Regions from separate parts of the Gadus morhua genome. Here region 2 is linked to region 1. A link is a contact called in public Hi-C data. All regions are on one chromosome and are shown on one strand. The core of a region is the stretch at or near the end of the contact, and the rest is flanking DNA. Distances in the headings are between cores, read along the strand shown.

The links. Hi-C and Micro-C count contacts between places; a contact is called where the count stands out from the background.
Region 2: a contact with region 1 is called in a Hi-C map of heart, with 5 times the contacts expected there. The contact joins the promoter of eed here to the promoter of inha in region 1. A contact is called at or near these places in 2 of 6 Hi-C or Micro-C datasets (gill and heart).

What each region holds. Positions count from the first base shown.
Region 1 is chr4:28,973,202-28,976,938 of gadMor3.0, reverse strand. It overlaps inha (inhibin subunit alpha), which reads right to left and starts at 1,966. Exons shown (of 2, transcript XM_030353567.1): 1 at 1,714-1,966; 2 at 369-1,290. The coding sequence starts at 1,966. The coding sequence ends at 554.
Region 2 is chr4:29,165,013-29,168,749 of gadMor3.0, reverse strand. eed (embryonic ectoderm development) reads left to right here and starts at 1,709. Exons shown (of 12, transcript XM_030353357.1): 1 at 1,709-1,867. The coding sequence starts at 1,745. pwp2h (PWP2 small subunit processome component) reads left to right here. Exons shown (of 21, transcript XM_030353356.1): 21 at 1,121-1,438. The coding sequence ends at 1,313.

The DNA of each region.
Region 1 (3,737 bases), core at 717-3,216:
ACAAACATTATTTGCAACACTTTGAGCAATCAAAGTTGAGGTTTCCTTAATGTCTGACTTGACAGACCTTCTCATGGGTGGCATTGACTAATATCTATTGTTGGTGTTGCTTTTAAGAGGGCAAGGTTAACAGAACAACCAAATGACAGACCAATACCTTTTGGCAAGATATGCATAGGTAGATGGGCATGATGAAGGCCATGAAGTGCAGTTGTCAGACATGTATTTGATTAAAATGGACAGCTTGACGAAGTAAAAGGACTGAAGTGGTATGTGGTCCGAAGGTCAGCCTTCCCTGCCCCCAAGGTTGCTTAGACAAAATATTCAGTTTCAGTGTTTTAATTTTGCATACATAAACATACAAGCACATTGTAGCAAAGCATCATTGCAGAAATGTGGGAAGGCCGAGCGACAAGAACAGTTTTCAAGTGTGTAATAAGTGAGCTATAAAGTTTCAGCTGGGAGGGGATGAAGCATTAGCCAACACTGATTTCCCAATAGTAGTCTACTTTTGCACGGCCTATTTCATTTTATAGTTTTCTGCCTAGTCTGTTTAGAAACAGCTGCACTCTTCAGGTATGATGTTGGGCAGAGTCTCGTACATGAACGAGTACCCGCCGTCCGAAGTGGTCGTGATCCTCAAGGACCTCATGGACTCCGGGACTGGGGCGCAGCACTGCTTGATCCCCAGCAGGGCGGTGCCACGGTCGGGGGCGGAGCAGTTACCGCGGCAATAGCTGAAAGTCACTACCTTGGGGTGGACGATCCAGTTTCCCCAGCCCAGTTCATCAAAGCTGATTTCCACTGCGTCCCGCCAACAGTCTCGACTCTCCGGCTGCTGCTGAGAGGGCCGCTGCAACAGGTCCGCGGCGGACTGGGACCACGGGATCGCGTGGCGTGGCCAACGACCGGAAACCCGCCGGCGAGCACGGAGATGAAGGAAAGGAGTTTTATCCGGGTCTTCGATGAGGGGTAGGCGGTTGGTACTGCGCACCTGCAGCGTAAGCGGCCCAGAGTAAACCTTGGCTGGCCGGTGGTGATCGTCCAGATCATACGTGGCCCAGCCGTCCGAGCTGGTCAATGCCAGAGCAACGGCGGCCAAGTGGTCCGGAAGTTGCCCTGAGTTCAGGATGTAGAGCGGGCTGGAGGAGTTGGACTCCGGTCCGGCATAGAACCAGAAGTGAGCCGAAGTGATCAAGAGCTCCTGGGGGTTGACGGACGGTTGAAAATGATACGAGTGGAAGGTGGCCGTTTCAGCATCCCTCACCTCAGTTCTGCCGCACGGCGAGTCTGCCAAATGAATCATATGCAATGGAGAAGGGTGTTTTAGTCGTCTTTTAAATAAGATCTATTTAATTGACAACCAAACAAACGTCTTAATTAACAATTGATGTGTTAAAGCGCTGCCTTTTGTCCCAATGTTTTGAAATCAAATGTAGCCACGGGTAACCATGTCCTTAGCAAAATCAACATTTACTCTTTCTATGGTATTTGTACATTTGCAACGAACAACACACGTACAACAGAAAATGCTTTAGAAGTAGGAGTATTAGCTAGATTACGTTTTCCTTTGAGACAAGAGGCTTGAAAGCATCATGATTCCAAGGAGAAATAAATAAATGTTAAATCACAGGCCTATGCGTGCTATCTATTGAGACCTTCTAACAACCCACTCAGGCTGGATTTGTGGAAAAAACTTTACTGTTGTCTTACCGGAGCTGGGGAACACAATGACCTGGGAGACATCCAGGTCCTGCTTGTGGTCTTCCTCAGCCACCGCCGCGCTGCTAGACCTCCGGGGCCGCCGCCTGGGTCCCTTCCAGCCCGGGGGTAACGCAGGGGCCACTGGCGGGGCCTCCAGCCCCATCCGCCCCAGCACCCAGTCCTTGAACAGAGCCAGGACCAGCTCCCTGGGCATGTCTGCGTCCGGACAGGCCCTAGCCATGCCGCCGGCCCCCAGGACCATCATCAACCAGACCAGCCTACGCAACATGGCTGCAGCCCCACGCTACCTCCCACCCCCACCCTTAAAACGACAGCTCCGGGGCAACGGACGGACGGAGAATGTTGACCAAGACCCTATCCAGGGGTGGTTCCTTTCCTCTGTCGCTGGATATCGAGGCTCGACCGGAGGTTTAAACAAGCAAAGTACCTGACTTACCCTTTAAACAAAGATGTTTGTCTAATTTTTGAATAGCAGCAAAGGGACTCAAGTTAAGCTCAGCCTCTTCTCAGTGCCCTACCAAAAGCTTTACCTTCATCAGAGAAAGCAACAGTATCTTCTGAGATTTGTGTGAATCTCGCTCTCGCTCTCTCTCTCGCTCTCTCCTCGGCTGGGATTGTTACTGCTAGAATGAGCCGTAATCAGTGTTTGGGGAAAATGTGAACACAATAACATTACTGTGTTATAATCTCCAGGAGGTGTCCATGGCCTTCGGTTTGGTGTCTGCACATGACCTTGCTCGCACACAGGGAAGGCAAAAGTGTGCTATTTCTTTTGAAAGTCCAACAGCAACCCTGCAGGGACAGCCGTGGTGGTGGTGAATGTCGAAGCGTTTGTTCTGTACCTGACACAGAACCTGAAGTATCAAAAGCAGGTGTATATACTCATGACCTTTCAACCCTCATGAGCTCATCGTAGTCGTAATAGAAAGATGGGGCTAAAGTTGGAAAAACCGATAGCTAACACGACAAACCCTCTAAAGCAGGGCTCTCAAACTCGCGGCCCGGGGGCCAATTGAGGCCCGCGGGATGATATTTTGTGGCCCCCTACATTGCACCAAAGTTTAGTGTTAGTGCGGCATGCACCTTTTTGCTGAGTGGCTTGCCACGCTTTTTTATCGCTTGTGATAGGGTGACCAGATGTCCCGGTTTTGCCGGGACAGTCCCAATTTTGAGTTGCGTGTCCTGAGTCCCGCCAAAAGCCAAAGGACGCTAAAATGTCCCAGTTTCCACCAACCGCTATGAAATGTCCCGTGTTGTCAGCGATACCATAGCCAACATGATCTAATGATAGCCCAATCATTAACTTAGATTGGGTCAGTTGTGCTCCTTTTTTCTGTTGAATAATTGATGCAGCCCAGCCTGACCCAGACTCTACCTCCAGCGGCCCCCAGGTAGGTTGAGTTTGAGACCCCTGCTCAAAAGTCAAACCTATTGAGTGATTTCAGGGGTATGCTTAAATGAACTGGGAGTAAAAAGCTGAATATCTGCTGTGGAGTGGGATGTGAAGTATTGTGTTAAATATCAAATGGTAACGGCTCAGAATGGGTGCATATACTTGTACTCATTTGTTGTACCTGTCTAGAACAAAAAAAATGAAGTGTATGAAGCGAACAGTTTTAGATGCAGCCAAGTGATAAAGCATCAGATAGAGACATGGTTCTCACACTGATGCATTTAGTGTCTAATCGTTTTTGTTTTTCACTCTGTGGTTCCTTTATGCAGCTGGCCCTGTGTTCCCAAGGACAGCTCACTAAGTGTGTGTGATCAAACCAATCGATGGTATCAGCCCGTCTATAATTATACTTCACTGTTTTCAATGGGATCAAACTTTTTCTGCTAACAACCATACAATATATGGCTCTCGTGGCTTTGAATCTCAATGTTAGGAACAGCTGCCATTGATCAAATTTACTTATTGACGTTATATCTGTTCAAATGACATCCAAATGATATCCCAACAATAATTGATCATATCACACATGCTGCCATTGGAAAAGCCTACAAAACACTGA
Region 2 (3,737 bases), core at 460-2,959, 190 kb before region 1:
AAGGAAGAGCAATCGATCCTAGATGCTAGATCGCGGTAAATCAAGGAGAGCGAGGGGATTTTACAGAGAATTCTGCGACCAACTGAAAAGTGTGACCCCAGGGGGAGCTGTTGCACATTTTCTGCAACTTGAACGAGTTTGAAGCGTTGACAGGAATGAAGTCGTTCATGTGCAGAAACATGCAGGAGTTTAAGAGTTTAAAAGTCATCGATCACTCAAATTGGGGGTATTCGTTTTGTGACACTGGCCGCACGATAAGTGGCTGGAGTAAAACGGTTGATATGACTCTGTGGTGGCATAACAAGAGCGCAAAGAGCCAACACTATTCCGCACCGAGTGGCATGATACAGATATGATGACAAATTAAAAGCAGGTTGCTGTCGGGCGCTTCTTCCCGAGGCACGCCGTGCCTCTTGTTATTAAATGTGCTGAATAAATACATTTTATTTTATTTTGTTTTCATTTTACAGGCCGATACAATGGATAGGGCGTTTGGTAAGGTCCACCACCGTTGTTTCTCTCCCCATAAAAAGCTGCTGTCAGTGTTTAATGACGTTGATTGGGGGCGATGCGAAGGGCCACAGTCTCCTGACGCAGTCAAGATACCCTTACGTAGTCATCTAACGGCATTGTGTAAAAAATAATCTCCCCTCAGCTGACAGATCTCATGGAAGTTTGCGTAAGGGGCGGTGCTGTACACTCGATGCTGCAGTCAGGAGGTTTATCAGTGACATACCGCTGTCCGTTGTGCTCTAAAACTCGCCACTGACTTTTGTACAGAGCAGGCTTTGATAGATGCGGGCAGCCATGCCCTGCACTCAACCCAGATCGGCACTTTAAGAATAAACATGGATTCTAGATAAAGATAGGCATAGCTACAGAATATATATAAGTATAATTGCGAGTGAAATGTAACTCAATTGCTCTGCCTACAAATGTTCAAAGAGACTTCAAAGTTCATGTTGACACACAATAGTTGGTTGTCAGGCGTGGCATAATGGCAACATAATTAATTAGAACAAAATGAAGGTACAGACGGTCAAAGTTGTTTAATAAATACTGCTGGATGGATGGTACATTTCCGTCGGCCGTTGACAATGTTTTTGTTGTCTCTTTTCAGATGCGAGTGGAACATTTACACAATCCGTTACGCAGTGGCCCTGTCGAAACAGAGAGGACTGAAGCGAAGCGCAGAACAGCTGGAGGAGGGGGAGGAGGTGGAGGAGGAGGAGGAGGAGGAAGTGGTGGAGGATGAGGATTTGTTTGAAGGGATGAGCCAGGCCTCTATGGAAAACACCGTCATGGTTATGTAAAAGGCTGGGTCCAATCTCGAGTCATCTTCATTCCTTTGCGATGCCTGATTTGAAAAAAAATGCTTTGTTGGACTGTTGAAAGTTATTGTAAATGTTTTTTATTAAAGAGATTGTATAAAAGGGTATGTTCAAATGTGTGGATTTTAATGGTAGTATTTGAAAGGAAATTGATTTAGAATTGTATATATCAACATATAATTATATTATTTTAGAACCTTATTTGAAATGGTAAATATAAAAAAAAAGTTAACATAATAAACTCAAGAACAATAGGTTTCCACCATGGACCTATATGGTATCCACAGATACTCTGTGAATGCCGAGTTAGCCGGTTAAAACGTTCACATTTCTCGGGCGAGTGGGCGTTGCACTAGCCTCTTCACGGACGGAAAGGGCGGGGACTGAGGCGGAAGAGGCTGAGACCGCGCAAAATGAGGGAAAACAAGAACATGGTCGAGTCCCCTTCGCCGGCGGCGGGAAAAGAGATGCCTGCAAAGAAACAGAAGTTGAGCAGCGATGAGAACAGTAACCCCGATCTGTCGGGAGACGAGAACGTAAGCATCTTCGTCGTTTTGTGTTTGGGGTTAACGCTGTCAACAGAGCGCCCGTTTAGATAGCTTAATGCTAAAGTAGTTAGCCGATGAGCTAGGTAGCCGGCTAGCCGAAGTGACTTCACTGAATGGCTATGCTGCTACATAATTAGCCGGCTAGCTAGCCGAAATGGCTTGATTTGAAAGGATTTGCATCTAGCCCTCTAGACGGGTGTGCTAAACAGCTAGCAGTCTCCTCATAGCACACTTTTTCGTTTCCATTGATAAAATCCACATCTGTGCCCATGCGTGTCCAGCAAATGTTGTGGGCTTTGCTTCACAGTACAGTTTCCTTTAGGTATACTACTGTCTGCTTTTGGCCGAAATTAAACTTCTTAACACATAATTTGAATAATTTATTTCATCTTAATTTACGAGTACACAGGAGTACAATTCTTGGGCTTGACTCCTCAACAGTCACATAGCAGCAACCATACAAGATAATGCGGTGAGTGCTGTAGTACAAAGTGAGGTTTAAAATATATTTTTATAAAGCCACATAGATTAAGACATAAAGAAACGTTATATGGCTTAAATCAAGTGAAGGGATTTAAACAAAAGTTCAAAACGTCCAATCCTCCCATGTTAAAAAGTAAGGATTTCAAAAAGTAGATTATCTTCAAAAATATTAAATATTAAAAAAAATCGGAGAAAAGCGCGAGTCTTGAATGGAATGAAAAATTGAGCAAGGAGATGGGTTCCGAAGTTTGTTGAGAATAATACAAAGGAAAGTAAGAATAAAACTTATGACAAACAATAGTTGAGCGCTGTATGCAGTAGGCTACTCAGCTAAATATATAATATAAACTAAAACAGTGATAGGAGATATGAGGTGTAGTGAAGTGTAAGACACCACGTTCAAGCTGGGATGCCAAAATGTGATGGTTATTCAGAAGTCCTAGATCTGTCCTTTTTCTTCGTTTATCTTTGGAGGTTTTCCTTTTAATGATGGTGTTCTTTGGACAGAAACAACTATGTCCATCTTGATCTTAAAGGTCCCATGGCATGCCACCAGGTGTGGTGTGATTAGCTGCTACAAGCCGTTTTGGAAGTCTGCCCCTTATGACATCACAGGTGGGTGTGTTCACCCAGATGTGTGACGGATTGGTGTACAACGTTTGCTACAGTCCACTGGGTAGGCTGGTAGACTGATCTATCCAGCACACATCTAGGTGGACACGCCCAACTGTGATGTCATAAGGGGCAGATTTCCAAAACGGCTTGTACCGGCATATCACACCACACCTGGTGGCATGCCATGGTGGGACCTTAAAAATCTCCCCAGAGCTGCCCTTATAGTAGAGGCATAATAATTATGCCATAATTGTTAACGCATTGATACACTTGATGCCATACTTTAAAAACACTCCAAGTTAATTAGCTGTTCAAAAACATTATGTATGCCTTTTAGCAACTAAATCCCATTGGATGTACTATTGAAGGTTATTATTTCAGTGTTTCCCCCAGCACTGTGTTGTTAAGGCGGCCGCCTTATCAACAATAGGGCCCCGCCTTGACTACCAATGTATATAAAATAAATAAAAAAAATTATCAATTTTTTTTTTATTATTTGTTTTTTTTTAATTATTATGCATTAACAAAGTAGAAAACTCTCGTAGGGAAAGAAAACATACTTCCATCAGGTGTAAAAATAAAGATCAATAATGCATCGATGTTCACAACAATGGTCGTGACATCAAGCTTTTTAATTGAATTTAACCAGGGAGACCCCCCCCCCCGCTCCTTGACCACCTTGACTAAGGCATTTACTGGGGGAAACACTGTATTTGTTATTGCTGCTGATGCCATCCTTGACTAAAGGTATGATATCTGA